3 separate regions of the Sus scrofa genome follow, and regions 2 and 3 are each linked to region 1. The links are chromatin contacts, called in public promoter capture Hi-C maps. All regions are on one chromosome and are shown on one strand. The core of a region is the stretch at or near the end of the contact, and the rest is flanking DNA. Distances in the headings are between cores, read along the strand shown. Region 1 holds the start of GHDC (GH3 domain containing). Region 2 holds the start of STAT3 (signal transducer and activator of transcription 3). Region 3 holds the start of CNP (2',3'-cyclic-nucleotide 3'-phosphodiesterase).

What was found. Promoter capture Hi-C pulls out the DNA fragments that hold promoters and counts their contacts.
Region 2: a contact with region 1 is called in a promoter capture Hi-C map of liver, with 4 times the contacts expected there. The contact joins the promoter of STAT3 here to the promoter of GHDC in region 1. A contact is called at or near these places in 2 of 5 promoter capture datasets (fetal liver and liver) and 1 of 2 datasets of contacts at active chromatin or transcription factors (alveolar macrophages).
Region 3: a promoter capture Hi-C map of fetal liver shows a contact between it and region 1, with 2.9 times the contacts expected there. The contact joins the promoter of CNP here to the promoter of GHDC in region 1. A contact is called at or near these places in 3 of 5 promoter capture datasets (fetal liver, fetal skeletal muscle and liver), 11 of 47 Hi-C or Micro-C datasets (alveolar macrophages, embryonic fibroblasts, epiblast stem cells and 6 more) and 2 of 2 datasets of contacts at active chromatin or transcription factors (alveolar macrophages and skeletal muscle).

What each region holds. Positions count from the first base shown.
Region 1 is chr12:20,579,597-20,582,311 of Sscrofa11.1, reverse strand. It overlaps GHDC (GH3 domain containing), which reads right to left and starts at 1,284. Exons shown (of 10, transcript NM_001246239.1): 1 at 1,157-1,284; 2 at 935-1,023; 3 at 476-754; 4 at 55-176. The coding sequence starts at 740.
Region 2 is chr12:20,405,720-20,408,581 of Sscrofa11.1, reverse strand. STAT3 (signal transducer and activator of transcription 3) reads right to left here and starts at 1,266. Exons shown (of 25, transcript NM_001044580.1): 1 at 1,154-1,266.
Region 3 is chr12:20,764,291-20,766,990 of Sscrofa11.1, reverse strand. It overlaps CNP (2',3'-cyclic-nucleotide 3'-phosphodiesterase), which reads left to right and starts at 1,336. Exons shown (of 4, transcript XM_003131420.5): 1 at 1,336-1,516. The coding sequence starts at 1,514. It overlaps TTC25 (tetratricopeptide repeat protein 25), which reads left to right. Exons shown (of 12, transcript XM_021066990.1): 12 at 1-903.

The sequences.
Region 1 (2,715 bases), core at 35-2,534:
GGCTGCAATTAGGGGGGTCTCTGGTGGGGTCGGGCTCCAGCCTTCCCAGTTTACCTGCAGAGAGGCCTCCCCACAGTACTGGTTTGAGGTAGGGGGCAAGACCTGCCCCCTACCCTCTTCCTCCTGGACCTGGCTGGCCTTGGTCAGTGGAAGATGATTCCGGAAGGTGCTTATATCTGTAGCCCCAAAGACATCACAAAATCTTTATGAAGCCACAGAGTTCCCAAGAGTTTCAGGCCAAGACGGGTGACATCCTTGAGGAAGGAACCCGGAATAGGCCTGGGGGATGAGGGGCTACCAGGACCCAGGATGGGAAAATTCTCTTGACCATTCCTTAGCCTGGGTCAGATCTCTGGGTCAGGCCCCTCTGTGTTGGCAGAAGAAGCGGGGAGGGAGGTTTTCAGGTTTTGGAATCTGACTGTCCTATGGGGTTTCTTTCTCTTTGGGCCACCTCCCCACGCCTTGGGAAACACACCTGTGCTCCCCCTGAGGGGACAGCAGGGACCCTGGGCCCGCTGCAGACACCATCTCAGGGCCTGCTGCTGACTCTGGCCTGCGTGCAGCGTGCTCTGCTCCAGCCTCTTCTGCTGCCAGGCAGCTGCCCAGCACAGGACCCTCCATGCTACACGGTGCTGGAGGCAGACAAGCCAGGACAGCCTGGCATCCTGGGAGTGCCACCACCAGAGCATCACCAGTGGAGGCAGTAGCAGCAACAGCAGGAACAGCAGCAGCAGCAGCATCTCTAAGCCGCTCCCTAGGAGGAGGAAGGCCTCCGCATCGAGGGATTGTGAGGAGGAGGCGGGGACCATCCGTTTCCTCCCCCGCCCCTCCCCCTGGGGGGAATCAGTTAAAATGGAGGTTCGAGAAGCCAGGACCCCTGTCAGGCAGGTGAGACGCAGAGGAGAGAACATCAGGGCTCTGGGGCCACACTGACCTGAATCGGGATCCTGGCTCTGCCCCTGGTTAGCTGGCTGGCCCTGGGGATCTCAGCTCGCCGCTCTGAGCTCCGTCCCCTTCCCCTGTCTGTAAGATGGGAGTAATAACACCCTTCAGAAGGTGCAGGGAAGGCATGGCACGGTGCCTGGCACACAGCGGTTGCCTAACCGATGACACGCCTGGTCCATTCCCGAGTGGCTCTGCTTTGTCCAGGACCTACCCTCTCCCAGCATCGTGTCTCCCCCTGAGCCCCGAGCAGTGATTCCATGTCCCACATGCACCTGTCACAGCCCAAATGTGCCTCCGCCAGGCACCCAGGGTCCCCGCAGTGCTCCGTACAGCCTCAGTGCACAGCGGGCCAGAAAGCTGGGGCCACGACTTTAAAGGGCTGGGCCTGGACCGGGAAATCCGGCTGCTGGGCCTGAGGGAGGTGCTGGGAAGGGGGGGAGCTCTTAAAGGGGCAGGTCACCTAAGGACTGCCGGGCTGGGAGCTGGCCCAAGCTGGCAGGTGGAGGGAGGTTAGGGCCAGAGTAGCATGTGAAGGAAGAGGAAGCTGAGTGTGAAAAGACTGCCTCCAATCAGCTTGAGTGGGGAGTGGGGTGCACCCTATCCTGAAGTAGGTTCAAATTTGCTTCATTTTTTTTTTTTTTTTTTTTTGGTCTTTTTAGGGCCGCACTCGTGGCACATGGAGGTTCCCAGGCTAGGGGTCGAATTGGAGCTACAGCTGCTGGCCACAGCCATAGCCACAGCAATGCCAGATCCAAGCCGCATCTGCAACCTACACCACAGCTCACAGCAACACCGGATCCTTAACCCACTGAGCGAGGGCAGGGCTTGAATCTGTGTCCTCATGGATGCTAGTCAGATTCACTTCTGCTGAACCATGACGGGAACTTTCCAAATTTTTTTTTTAATAAACAGACTTTTATTGAGGTATCTCAGCTCCTTTTTTTTTTTTTTTTAAATCAGATTAGTCAGTTTGTAAAGAGGTTAACAATTCCTGTTCATCATAAGCTTCATTGACAAAAGTCTCACTATTCATTAGATTTGAGAACTGTTAAGAAACAGAATTTTTGGAATTCCTACTGTAGCACAATGGGACACAAGTTTGATCGCTGGCCCAACACAGTGGGTTAAAGATTGGGTGTATGCGACAACTGTGGCTTGGATCTGATCCCTGGGCCAGGAATTCCACATGCTGTGGGGCAGCCAAAACAAATGAACAAACTAACAAACAAACAAAACCCAGAATTTTCTCCAATCCAGAATTGCTCTCCAAAAAGGTGGTAGAGAAAGAAAATGCTTTCGTTATTGAATAAGCATTAAATTGGAGTGAGATGCGTCGCAGGCAATCAGCTGAAACTGCAAAGACCAAAAAAACCTCGCTCCCCTTTAAAGCCAGAGCCGGGCAGACGCCACCTGCTAACAGGTGTTCTCAAAATAACTAACTTTACCTGGTAATTGGGGCCACCACCTGGGTTAGCTTATTGGTTTTATCACAATAAACACAAACTTCTCCTATCGTTATGGCAGGAGGCAGTCCCACGGTTAAGTCCTCTCTCCTCCTGTGCCCTTGACCCAGGCTCTCAGACGCTAAAAGCCCTCTGTCTTGCAAACTCTCTTATTTTCACAGCTGAGCTCCTTTGCACAGGTCTGCTCTATCTGGCTACCCCACCTTGCTTTCACTCCTTTTTAGTTCTTATTTAGGCCTTGCACTTGATTTTAAAAAAAATAACAGCCTTATTAGATATAATTTACACATTTACATATACGAATCAC
Region 2 (2,862 bases), core at 17-2,516, 170 kb after region 1:
CAGATACACATTATATACATTTTTAATAAGGGTTAACACTATCCATCCAATTTGTATAACACAGAGGGATGTGGACTAAACATGGAGAAAATGACTTCATGTTGGTTTGAATCTTGCTAACCGAAATGCAACCACACCCCCCAAACACAGGTAAAGTTTGCACACTTGGTTCTGCCAAGGCCAGCCTGTCTTTGTTTCCCTCTTCTCTGCATTTACCCAAGACCTTGGCTCTGAGACAGAAAACTCCCACTCTCGATTGGTTCATTCCGGCCTATGCAATTAAGCAACACCACAATCCAGTAAACGCAAGGGCTCAATTATTTATCTTTTGGCCAAGTTTACCAGGTGTTTATAAAAGAACAATGCCAGGAGGAAAAAGGTTTATTTCTCTCTAGAGTTGGTTTGATGGGGGTTTTATTTTGTTGGGTTTTTTTTAAGAAGGGGGAGGAGAGAAACACGATTTAACCTAGAAAAAGACGAGAGGGAGTTTAGAAAGAGAACGAGATTGTCAATTTCCCTACAGGAAACTTGATTCTTATGCAATAACCCTAACCATGAACAACCAGCCCGTGAGGCTGGAGGAGGAAGACACCTATTCCTACCTCTCCAGGGGGGCACAGCTGGATCCTACAGGAGCGGGAACTGGACAAGACGGAGGAAGTGGCTCAGCCGGAGCCGCCGGGCCCGGCCGGGGGGGCGGGGAGGAGGCGCTTGCCAACCCACCCCTCCGTGATCTTCGCCAGCATGACAGTCGCTCCTGCGGCCGGAACGTCCCCAGAGCCCCAAGGAGCAGGAAGTCGGGGGCTGTCCCTCACTCCTGCCACCGCCACTCTAGAGTGCCCTGGCCCCAATGGTCCTCCCCCTCGAGCCCCTTCTCACTCTTCCACCGCGTCTCCTCTTTCTCCAAAGAATGAAAACTTCCTTCCAGCGTACCCTGTCCCTTCAGAGGCCGACTCCTGTCATCCTGGGAACGACCCTTCAGAACGACCCTCCCGGTCTCTTCGTATCCCCTCTGCCCTACTGAAGCTTCTGTCCACTACTCCCTCAAACACCCCAGAGCATCTCAGCCCTTCTGGCACCCACCCCTGGATCCCCGGCCCGGAGGCCGTCGCCCGGGGAGGGGGGGGGCGGCCCCACCCTTAACCCCCTTCACCTGCTGCTCCGGCTGAGGCCCGACTGGCCGGGGCTGCGCTTGCGCCGGGGTGCGGGCCGCAGGGCTCCCTCAGGCCGCAGAGTCTCCCCTATTAGACACGGGGAGAGCGCCAAGTAGGGGTGCTCGTCAAGGATCCTGTTCGGGCTCGCTCCCTCCGCGGCGACGTCGGAACCCCAGGCTCCCCCTCCCGGTCTACGCCGCCGCAGCTCCGGAAACCGCTGAATTACAGCCCCTCCAGCCAATCCCCGCCCAGCCCCCGCCTGGCCTGGGCACTCCGCTCATGCATTATTCATGAGACGACCAGTTTTCTCTGCCACACAGAGGCCCTGGTGAATGTACTGTATCTCCGAAGCCCCACCCACTTGCCAATGAGGAGAGCTCCTTGGAGAAGGGGCGGAGCCAACACAAGGCCGGGAACGCCCCTGTACTGGCTGTTCCGAGGGCTCACTGCTACTCCCTCCGCAACAGTAAGGGAAGAGCCAAGGCCTTGGGCTGAGAGACCCGGAGGGAGGGAAGAAAGATGACCGGAATGTCCTGCTGAAAACTCAGCTGAGTTCCTGGCAGTGTGTGACGTCAAGACACTTTAAATGCCCCTGATGCGGCTCTCTTTTGCCTACTCTCCCTTTTCCCGGCCCTTGGCACCACGTGGGGGTGAGTTAGGAGCCACTTACCACGTGGGAATCAGCCAGTTAAACAGTACCCAGGTATCGCCAGATACTCTAAGACCTCAACGGCTGAATTGGGTTTTTGGGGACAGCCAAAAGAACATGGGTGACTCCCGCCTGCTTTGAACCTCAGTTTCTGCGTGAGTCGAGACACACACACCCGGAAACATGACGTGGAAGTAGAGTAATTACTAGAGTGCGTGGGGAGAGGGTAGTGGATTTAACCCCGTCCTCCGTTCCGTCTCTTCAAGCATCAAAGGCCAACACGACTCGCACATTGGCCTGTTCACGGGAATGCAGGAGACAGTACAGATAAAGAATGACACGTATACACATTGTTTTTATGTGTCTGAGTTGAAATACTTGAAATTGCGTGCCTTTATCTTTTTCGCCTGTCTACTTCGAGTGCAAGTTCTACTCCATTGAAACCAGTAGTTTATAGGAAATGTAGACATTTTATCTTGCATAATAGAGGATGTACTTTGCATAATAGAGGATTGTATGTATGTGCTGGTACAATCAGGGTTTTAAAAAATAACAGCTATTAGTGCTTATTTGTGTTTATTGTGTTTGTTTAGTACAAAGAGGTATTAAGATGAAATCCAAAAAGGGACCTTTTATCAGGTGTTCCCACCGTCCAGCGGAAATGAATCTGACTAGCATCCATGAGGAAGCAGGTTGGACCCCTGGCCTAGCTCAGTGTGTTAAGGATCCAGTGTTACCATGGGTTGTGGTACAGGTCGAAGACGTGGCTCTGATCTGGCATTGCTGTGGCTGTGGTGTAGGCCGGCGGCTGCAGCTCTGATTCAGCCCCTAGCCTGGGAACCTCCGAATGCCGCAGGTGCAGCCCGAACAAGACAAAATAAAATAAAATAAAAAATAAAAAAGGGCCTGTTATCTCACCTTTGACAGGCCATGACAATTTTCTTCAATGAAACTAACACACGTTTGTGGTTAGAAAATTCAGACAGTTCAGAAAATTGAAAATTAAAAATGAAAATCTCCCCCTTCCTTCACCAGGCCTCCCCAAGGATAGCTATTTTT
Region 3 (2,700 bases), core at 87-2,586, 180 kb before region 1:
GCTGTGGTGTAGATCCCAGACATGGCTCGGATCTGGTGTTGCTACAGCTCCAATTTGACCCCTAGCCTGGGACCCTCCATACGCCACAGATTTGGACCTAAAAAAGCCAAAAAAAAAAAAAAAAAAAAAAAAAGGAAGAAGAAGGAACAGTTTCAGGAGAATGAAGAAATGGGTGAGCTCTAAGGAACTCAAAACCCTTAAGGAGGGGAGGACAGAGAAAGGCCTGGGAGTAGAGGTACATCTGCCCAGCTGCTGGCCATTGGTTCATCTTGCTGAGTACCTACTGTGTGCAGAGGACTGTGGGAGGCTTTCTGGAAGAAATAAGGATGAGACCTCTCATCCATCACATAGTGAAGGCAGCCTACTTGTAAACCCCTAAGCCTGGACAGCCGAATGAAATGCACGCTGGTGCTGGTGGGACGCTGGGCTCTAGGACCCAGAGGGAGAAGGAAGGTGTCTGCCCCAGGACTGTGGGAGTAGGAGCTGCAGCTGATCCCGCCTCCCGCCACCATATAGTCAAGTAAACCGTTGTCTGCAAGGCTGTTTTCTCACACCTGAGGTTTATATGGGTACTTAGCACAGCACCTGGTACACAGGAAGCTCTTGAAAACCCACCTCAGCTTTCAGTGGTTTCACAGAGGGGGTGGCTGAGCAGCTGCCTCAGAGGGTGAGTTAGGATTTCACGTTATTCATCTATCCCTTTGGCCATTGCCATCCTAATCCCATCTCCACAATTCCTGAAGTGTTGGGGTTGGTGGGGGCAGAGGCTGACTTTAGGCTGAGGCTAGGGGGAGGCAAATGAGTCATTTCGAATGCAACTTTTAAGTAATGTAGGGTCCAAAAAAACTCACTGAGAAAAGAGAAACTATTTTAATGCAATATGGTTAAAAAAAAAAAAAAAAAGCAAAAACTGGAGTTTCCTAGTGGCTCAGCAGGTTAAGGGCCAGGCATCGCCACTGCTGTAGCGAGGGTTATAGCCCTCGACTGGGAACTTCTGCGTGCTGAAAAAAATTCATGCAAAAAGTGATGATGAGTACGATATCAAAACTTAAAGACAGGATTCAGCCTTGCACTTGGAAGACCCTGCCTTCCTCGCCTCGACCCAATTTCCGTGCGGGACCGAGGAGGGTGACTGTCTCCTTCAAGGTGTTTGTCCGTAACTCCTACAAGAAAAACAGGCCACACCAGCCGTCCGCCTCCACCTTGGTCCCCGGCCGCCGCGCAGCTGCTTGACTGAGGCACAGGGGCACCACAGCCCGAGCGCACGGGAGCGGGGTCCTTTCCACCCCCTGCCGAATCAGTTTCGAGTTTCGATTCGCCGCGCCTGCGCAGAGGGGGCCGGAGCCGGAGCCGGCCCACCCCCGTCCCGCCCGCGGGCGCTCCGCCCCCGGGCTATGTAAGGCGGCCGAGCGTGGCCACGCGCCACCGCTAGACTCCGTGTCCCTCCGCGCGGGCGGGCGGCCCCGGAGAGCCAGTGCTGCGAAGGCGGCGACCGCGGCGCCTCCTCCTCATCATGGTGAGCGGGCGCGGGAAGGGCCGGGAGGGGAGCGAGCGGACCGGGCCAGGATAGCACCTTAGTGGAGAAGGGGAGCGCTGGGCGACTGGGGGAGGAAGTGGCATGCAAATGAGGAGCGTGGTTCCGGAGTGGAGTTGGGGTTTTCTCGGCAGTCCGGTGCAGCCCGGAGGTAGCTGCGACGCGGGGAGAGTCGGGGAGTGGGGACAGCGCTGGAAGAGGAAGGGAATCGGGCAGCAGCCCCGGGGCAGACGCGGGAGGCCGGTGGGCTCAGGTAACACGCTGGGCCCACGCTGGGTGGGCCTGCGGCGCGCTCCCCTGCTCGGGGCCTCATCGGAGATAAACGTACGCCAGCTGAGCTCGCAGGGGACTGGCGGGAGGTGGGGCCTCCCGATTGAGAGGAGAAGGCGGCTTACAGTAAAAACTATCACCTGTGGCTTTTTGCTGGCAGGAAAACAAGCGGCTCAGAGAGGTGCTGCTGACACACAGCAAGGGGTGGGCAGAGCTAGACCCTGGACACAGGTGTCCAGTACCGCCCAGTCCTGGGGCAGGCACAAAGACCAAGACTTTGGTGGGGGGGAACCAGGGCAGAGGAGGAGGTGGCAGGGGTGCTGAATGAAGCCCTTTGTCCAGTGCTCTCCTGCCCTGCCCCCCACCAGCCTTTCTGTGGGACCATTGTCCCCCCCCATCCCAGACAAGAGAGTATTATTTGTTGCTGGCATTGTTGGGGGAAGGGAGGCGGGCTTGGGGTCACCCTTCTCCACCCCCACCCTCCTCTGTGCACTCAGAGCCAGGGCAGCTGTGGCTTTGCCCAGACGTAGAGCCCCCCACCACCTCCAAAGAGGTCATCCTTAGTAGGTGCCAGGAATATAAAGTTAGGGTCCGCTCCCAAGAGCGCAGGCTTCAGGCCCTCCCCTGCATGCACTTCCAGCAGTTTTCCTTTGGAAGTGGTGGCAGCGAGTGATCTTCGAGTAGGAGTTTCAGACCCAGACAAGTGCTCCTCTCCAAGCTGCACAACCCGAAGCCATCAGGTTGCAAAGACCTAGGAGAATAGGACCAGCACCCCACGTTTTGGGACGGTGCCCGCAGCACCCCGGGGGTGCCTGTCAATCAGGGCTGCGCCCAGGAGCAGGGCCCCCCCAGTTAGAACGAGGCCAGAGGCAAGGGGGCAAGGCTGGCGGTGACCT